2 separate regions of the Danio rerio genome follow, and region 1 is linked to region 2. Evidence: chromatin contacts called from public HiChIP or PLAC-seq data. All regions are on one chromosome and are shown on one strand. The core of a region is the stretch at or near the end of the contact, and the rest is flanking DNA. Distances in the headings are between cores, read along the strand shown.

The links. HiChIP or PLAC-seq counts read pairs in DNA pulled down with a chosen protein or histone mark.
Region 1: a contact with region 2 is called in an H3K4me3 HiChIP or PLAC-seq map of embryo, with 7 times the contacts expected there. The contact joins two enhancer-like sites. A contact is called at or near these places in 2 of 4 datasets of contacts at active chromatin or transcription factors (caudal fin and embryo).

The regions. Positions count from the first base shown.
Region 1 is chr7:37,091,401-37,095,608 of GRCz12tu, forward strand. All of the region lies in intron 1 of tox3 (TOX high mobility group box family member 3), which reads left to right. Among named protein-coding and RNA genes, the nearest start is that of tox3, 220 kb to the left of the region's middle. Within about 2 kb of position 2,706, at least 4 of the 62 cell types and tissues checked have an H3K27ac peak or open chromatin away from gene starts, as enhancers often do.
Region 2 is chr7:36,913,048-36,917,086 of GRCz12tu, forward strand. The region is part of intron 1 of tox3 (TOX high mobility group box family member 3); the gene reads left to right. Among named protein-coding and RNA genes, the nearest start is that of tox3, 40 kb to the left of the region's middle. Within about 2 kb of position 1,629, at least 4 of the 62 cell types and tissues checked have an H3K27ac peak or open chromatin away from gene starts, as enhancers often do.

The sequences.
Region 1 (4,208 bases), core at 1,456-3,955, 180 kb after region 2:
GATAGGGGAGTGGCGATGGGTGCTCTGGGAGTGGTCGCAATGAGCCCCACTCTCTCCCATACTCCTCCATCACAGCTTGATGTTGGCTGAAGTAAACACAAGACCATTGGCTGCTCCGAGTCCCTCGAGCGCTGTAATGAATATGTAAACATCGCTTCCCAAGTTTCTTGGACTAACGGTGCCATCGGACAGCATTATCCACGTGTCTGGAGGGTTTAATTTCATTTAATTAGCCAATCTTTGAAAGGTTAAAGTGTCTAACTGACTGCCAGCGCTTAATTTGAAACGTAAAGTGTGGATTGATGGAGACGTCTTTGAAACACTGAGAGCGGGAACAGCATTGTGTTTAAACCATCTAGCAACTGAGTCTGCGAGCGTGTATCTGAACGGAGAACATTGTAGCGGAGTTGCTGTTTGCCGGCTTTTCTTTGTGTTGCTCTTCTCCAAGCATGCTTGGATCTCACAGCGCAGGAGCAGTTTGAACATCGCCAACCTTTCTTTAACATCCCAAAACTATGGCCAGCGATCTCTGCTCATAGAAGAGGATTACTAAAACTCCTTAAAACACCCCCTTTACCTTTTCGCTGCCTCACTTGAGCTGCAAAAAAACCCGTGTTGTTCTCCGCGTCCCTCTCATTCCCCGCGCCTGGATTGTTGAAGGACAAGTAAGAGAAAAATTGCGCCCTTTTCATATGAGCAGCGCTTCGCCGAGAGGAAACATGGATGTATTTTATCCGTCAGCCGGAGGGAATTCTATTCCTGGGGATCCACAGAACCTGGATTTTTCCCACTGTCTGGGATACTACAACTACAACAAGGTGAGAGACACGGTGTTTGAACCCCTGAGCTGCTGTTTCCAAACTAAGAGCGCAAAGTTGATTCTCTGTTTGGTTCAGTAGATTTGAAGCGGCGAACTATGCTGTCTTTTTCGGTCCTACGCACTTGTCCTGAACAAGTTAAAGTTAGATACAATAAGTTTGGAGAGGTTTGATTAAAGGGTCGTGATGTTTTCAGTGATTTTACTTCGTAAAGGTCCGTCATTCGGAGCAGGTGGAAGAGCTACTGCCAAAAACACGCTCACTTGTGGCAAGCCGTTGTTACATTTACGACATGAGATTATATTGTGTTACTAGTAATTATTTTTAAATAGTTTTTAAATACAATTGCAACTCACTAGTAACCACTGTTTCACAACATACTTGTACTACTTTGCTACTTGATAATAGAAGCAATCGTTGATTTTCATTTAGTAATTACTAATTTATGTCGACCATGTGCTCTTTACCTTCTATTCCTATTTTACCACTACATATGAAACACATTAAACTGTTATTGTTCTCATAATACTAATCTTACTAGTAATAACTGAAATGCATTTACAGTTTACAATTATGGAACTGACTAAGAGTCACTTGTTATTAGATTACCAATAATTTAAAAGTCGGAACAAATAAAAAATATTGCTGAATTTTAAGGAATAACCAGCTTGCCATATTCCTCACTCTTTCTGTTCAGTTTCTTAGTCCTAAGCTATTTTTCCTAAACACTGCTTATTCAGTCAGTATTTGTTAGACACTTTTAAAGAGATTTCTTAAGAATCAATCCTAACCGTGTAACAATCCTTTTTGTATGTCTTTTCCAGAGCTCCATATCTGTAAATTTAGTAATGACTCTAATAAAACAGAGATACATGCCTTCAGCAGTTAAAGAAGAATTTCAGACAAAAGGCTGTCAGTGTTACAGGACAATGCATGAATTGTGCTCTCTTACAGTCTCTGCTTGATATGACAGGAATGTTTTTATGTGCTCCTGGGGGAACAGTTATGTGATTCCAGAGTTTTAGCTCTCCCAACAAACGTTGTTGTTTAGTGGGCTAATTCAGAGAACTATAAAATATCATGTCAAAGTGTTTAAGACTGGCAGGTGTTCTGTGTGTTAGAGGAGCATGACTTTGTTTACACAGCTCTGTCATCAGAGACTACATTATCCTGACCCTACTTATAAATACTGTCAGAATTGTCAGTAAAGTAACACGGTAACAAACTAGACATATTGCATTTCTGTCTTGTTGTAAAAACACATTTCCCCACGTTATCTTCTTCAAATCAAAATAATTTAGATGCTGTCACAATAAACTGTAGTTTGTATAAAAAAGGTTTTTTTAGATGTGATCTTTGATCTTTCAAGTTTGTATCTTCAACAAACACAATTTTATGATGCTTAACCTAAAGCGTCTAAGTTAAGTTTTTACATAACTTCATGCCTTTTTAATAGGCTTCTAGAAGTTAAGATTAATAACGTCAAAGACCCTGAATATTGTCCTCTAAGTACTTGAGCTATAACTATTTAGCCATTATTCTTAAAAGTATTACATTATGGTTAATATTAGAGCCTGTCGGAGGTGGACAGCACAGACATTGTTTGTCGCACTGGGCAAGTAATCCTTTATAAATATAGCTTGTTTATTTATTTGTTTATTACAGTGACATATTTATGTGGTTTCATATGTCTCAGCAAAATCAACAAATGGTAAACTCATGTTTTCACTTCTTTTAACTATCAATGTTAATTTAAAACGCATTAATATTTGTGTACTCTATATATCTTTATTTGTAGTGCAAGTTTAGATGTTCCACCATCACCACCACCACCACATAAATGATAACTGCAATAATTTTAAAATGTTGAAACTGAAACCACAGGCTTTGTAAAGGTCAATGATAGCAGCTAATTTGCAAACAGTCAGAAATCAGGAGGTGTGTCCCATCGACAGTTCCAATACATGAATCGTTTTAGCACAGGAACAGATCCGTGTCTTAGGCCATAAGTTCTTAAACTGAACTTTAGGGCAACCTGTTAAAAGGCTGTACCCTTGAGGCAGCTTTAGGGGGTCTTGATTTGTGTCTGCAGCCACACTGTATGCAGTGGATTCTGGGTAATGAGTGTGGTTTGTGCAGGAGCATTGGGTTTATGAAGCGAACACATGTGGTAGCAGTCAGTGAAATTTACTAGAAAAGTGTTCCTGATGGCTTAAATAAACCAGTGCCTACATCTGCAGAATGCAATGTGATTTTTATTTTTGGTTTAGTGGAATTCTGAGTGACATTTTTAAATGGCGTTTCTGTTTCTGTTCTATGTTTAGTGCTTCGTATTGATCAACAGTACTTGTATATCAAAGACATAAGGGACCGAACCCTGCCGGCTTTATAATTTAGTGCGCTTGTGGTCTTATTTACATAATGTCAGGTAGAAGTAATTTGCATTCTAGGTGAATGGTTGAATTTACTCTGATTAGTTACAGATGTCTAATAGTCTAATAGAAAAAAGGCCTTGTTATTATGCAAAGGAACTATGTTTGATTGATGATTTTGACTGAAAAGATTTAGGCTGTTGGGAGATGGTATAACGATTACACGGATAATGAGACAGCACATTTTGGCAGGGAATGTCCGTCTTTCGTTTGGTGGTTGTCAGCATTCCTAACTCTATTCACTCCCTTTATTTTTTCTCTATTCCCACTCTCTCTCTCTCTCATGAAAAGCATCATTCAGTTATGCAAGAGATGGATGAATCTCTTTGTCCTGTTGTCCTGGAAATGTTTGTGCATGTATGCATTCTCAACTTGACATCGACATAAACAAATTGCTTTAGAACCAATGCAGTTCTGCACAATAATTCACTTGTTGTTTAAATGTAAAAGGCTTAATGTATGTTGTGCTAATGATACAACCATAACGAAACAAAGCCATAAAAGGTCCAAATAGTCAACACTGAGGTTTTTCATTATACAAACTCCCAGCAGGGAATGACAAGTTGTGTGGGTTTAGTCAGACTGTTTATAGAGCCAATCAGAGATTGTTTTGACTTTCTAAGTTATTGCAATTTCCAATGACATTTACTTTCCTTTGATTGTCAACTATCAGCATTTACTTAATACTTTAAATAATCTGTCATAACAGTCAGTTTTCAGTTTAACATTACTTCATGAACATTTGTTTTTGTGAGGAAAAAATGAACATTCAGATATCACATTTTGAACAGAAAAGCATAGGTAATGTACAGACAAGAAGAAGTCTAGTTAGATCCAACCCAGGCTCGTTGAATAATATCTGCCTCAGCCTACATTTTTTCTAATCATAATGTACGTTGCTCCGTGTATATATCTTGTTGCATGTTTCAGATGACAAATCCACTAGAGGGTGCTGTCT
Region 2 (4,039 bases), core at 379-2,878:
ATAATTTTAGCTTACCCAATTCACCTGTATGTATCTTTGGACATGTGAAGGAAACCAAAGCCCCCAGAGGAAACCCATGCAAACGTGGGGAGAACATGCAAACTTCACACAGAAATGCCAACTGACCCAGCCAAGGCTTGAACCAGTGACCTTCTTGCTGTGAGGTGACAGCACTACCTACTGCACCGCCTAACTACTCATATACTAATGCATAATTGGTAGAGCTTATAATAAGTTCATAGTTAGTTCCTGATCAATGTCAGGGACAAAGAAGGACTATTAGAGTGCATTACATCGAAACCTGAGCTTCAACTGTTATTCATGATTGTAAACTATTTACTAACATGATTTATCATTAACAAAGCATTTGTTTATAAAATTGAGAACCTTTTTGAAAAAATGTACACTATTTCAACATTACCTAATGCTTAACTAACGTTAGTTAACATTAATTACCTACGCTAATTACCTAAAAAAAATGTAGTCCAATAAATAGTTTTTTTCAGTGTGTCAGTCCTGCTTTCCCAAAGCCCTCGATTTGTTCCATCCTCACAGTGAAAAAAAAAGGTTTTTTATCTTGCATTACATCTCTCTGTTTCTTTTAGTCCCTTAATTGACCTATAATCCTAGTTTAATTGAGATCCGGGAGTTTAGTAGCAGCCTCAGTGCGCTTTTGTATCCAAATGCTTAGCTGTCTGATATGAAAGCAGACTCTGGGGACGATGCTGGTATGAGAAGACCCTTTTTTTACATTGACTATATAATCGTGCAATTAAAAGAGACAAAAAATGAGATCACAGTTGAAAACGTGCATGCAACTTTGCCATCCTGTTCAAGGTGACATGAAAGATTGCTGAATCACACTGATGAACAGGACAGTTAAAAGGAATTTCATGGGGCAACAGAATGAAATCATAAATCTGGAGGCCTGTTTTGATCTACTCTGTTCTTCCCGAGTGCCACGTGCTCAGAATAGCTAATCTTTGTTGTTCCGATGCTCGCCTGTAGGGGGCACTAGAGTGTTTCATGAAAGAGGCTGATCTCACTGAGCCAATTTATTAAGTCAAGGAGAGAGCGGGAGAGAAAGGGAGTAAATAAATGGAACTGCCCCCGTTGCTCCAAGCCAAACATCAAAGTAATCAAGGAAAACAAGCTTTTTTTAATGGGATGGATCCAATTAGAATATTACTGCTCCATCGGATCCGTCCACTAGCAGAGAGATGGTGCTCCTCACTGGCCTCCTCCATTAATGCTAATAACCTCTTCTTCATGTTCGAGGCGTACTGTACACGTGATGAGCAGAAGACTTCAATTTAAACCAATTTGTTGAGTCAGACCCCTCTTTTACTCTCCATCTGCGATGACCAATGACATTCAGGCTGAAGAGCTTTTAATTTTACAAATAGCCCATTAGATATATGCATCAGGCTTTAATATGTTGTTCATGTTTGAGCTGTTTGTCATCGTGTTCACTTTGCCATCAGGCTAGATTAAATCCAATGCATGTCGGATAAAAAAGAAATACGGTTCGATTCAATGGCATCACACAAAGGAGGAGAAAACAATTCAGCCTTTTTTCAGATGAGCTGCTTTAACAGCCTTTACAACTCACTGACTCTTTCATTACCGCTTTTCCCTTTCTGTTACTCATTTATTTGTTCTTTCTCTTGTCGGAGCGTTATTATTACTGCTCATTCTGCTTCTATTGCTCTCTTTCTCATAGGTATGTGCTGAATGTCACAGTACAACTTGAATGATCCCAGTGGGACTATACCGCTCTCTACAGTCTTTAGGAAGCCAAAGATGCTTGCTTTATTTCTGATTCAAGGCCATAGATTTTTATATTTGGCTTTTCTTCCTTTTTGGCTTTGGTGGAAATTAAGTCTTACCCGAAAAATCCCTTTAAACCCATTTCTAAACTAAACTGTCACTCAGACAAATTAGTGATCTAGTATGTTTTAGCATCTCAAAAGAAGTTAATGATTCAGCCTGCAGTTCTGCAGTGTGATGTATCCAGCATCGATTGTTCCTTATCTTGATCATTACTGTTTTTTTGTTTGTTTTTTTTGTACAACAGACAAGGAGTACTGTGTCTTTATACGTTCAAATATCTTTAATCAGATATTTAATTACCTTACAGACACTCACAGCCATTGCTCTTGATTATCTTCTTTTAATTAAGTACTTTGTACTCACTCTAGATTAGTAACATCTTTTTAGCAACAAGAAGTTACATAAATGCAGCTATCAGCAAGTCACAAAAATGCAATGTACAGTATATGATGATTGCTTGTGAGTACCTCCTGGCGGGTATTTGTGAGGTCTTGAAAAGTCCTAAAGTCTTAAATCTTAAAAACTAAATTTTAGGCCTTAAAAAGTCTTAAATGTGATGTTGTTGGTCTTAAATCTTTTATAACAGGTCTTAATTTTCCTTTGTTCATGTATAGCTACCCAGTCTGGCCGTTAACGCCCAAGCAATCACCAACAATTCCAATCTCAATAAAACTTCAATCTTTTTATTTTAAAAAATGCCATTAATTACTTTCATCATAGTAACATTTGCTTAAAAGTTCTCTATTTACTGCTCAGGATACTGACCTGATCAATATTTTTTATTATTAAATTATTATTATTGTGGACTGAAGTAATTGACAGCTATGTTTTGTTCTATTCTTGGGTTATAGGGTTTGTTAATAGATTTGAATATTAATAAAAAATATTCAAGCTAAATTATTATTATTGTTGTATTATTAAATGTATTCAAGTTTAATTGTCTTTGATAGGGCAAGTAGCAGGTAAAAATATTTTTTAACTGGTATTTTCAAAAACAATCATTTGCATTTAGCACTGTATGAGTCTTAAATTTCCTTAATAATGGTCTTAAAAATGTCTTAAAAGTCTTAAATTTAACTTGGTGACACCTGCAGAGACCTTGTCCTGGATTTCAGTCATTTCACTGAAATACTTACCAGGAAACATATGTGACAAAAACAGACTTGTTGTAGCCTGTTGAATAAATGTATAATCCTGTGAAAAATCTGTCTTTTCTGTGCAAAAACTGGAAGGTTAAATTTCCAAAATGGTGTAACCTGGCAACAGAGTGCCTCTATTGGACTGAATTATGGGCCATTTGATTGTGTCTCATCAGCACACTTTTTTTTTTTTTTGCCCTGTTTTAATTCAGCATCTGCCGTTTTACTATAATTTACTGAATCACTGCTATTGACCCATTTCAGACTAAAGGAGGTTACTCCAAAAATATATGTTGTCAGTCACAGTTTGTTGAAATTCTGCACAGGCTGTATGGTTGTGATTGCATTCACAGCTGTGTTTTTAAAAAGCATTTTAAAATAATATTTGGTTTTGAGTGGGATTTTATTGATGATTGACGTGACAATATGGATGCACAATCAGCCGGGTAATGGTTACATGAATTGTTTATATGACTTCAATTTAAAATATGTCTGTTAATAATAAATAAGTAATTGGACATGCAAATCTTTCACCTATTTTACATTTAGATTGCAATCTAAGAATCATGAATCGTAATATACTTACATACAATTGAAATCAGAATTATTAGACCCCCTTGTTTATTTTGTTCCCCAATTTCTGTTTAACAGAGAGACTTTTTTCAACACATTTCTAAACATAATTGTTTTTAAAACTCATTTCTAATCACTGATTTATTTTATCTTTGCCGTGATGACATAATAACATTAATAATAATAATAATAATAATTGACTTGATATTTTTAAGACACTTTTGTACTGCTTAAAGTGACATTTAAAGGCTTAACTAGGTTAATTAGGCTAACTAGGCAGGTTAGGGTAATTAGGCAAGTTATTGTATAACGATGGTTTGTTCTGTAGACTATCGAAAAATATAGCTTAAAGTGGCAAATAATTTTGTCCTTATAATGGTTTTTAAAAATAAAAACTGCTTTTATTCTTGCCTAAACTAAACCAATAAGACTTTCTCCAGAAGAAAAAAAAAAATCAGACTTACTGTGAAAATTCCCTTGCTCTGTTAGACATC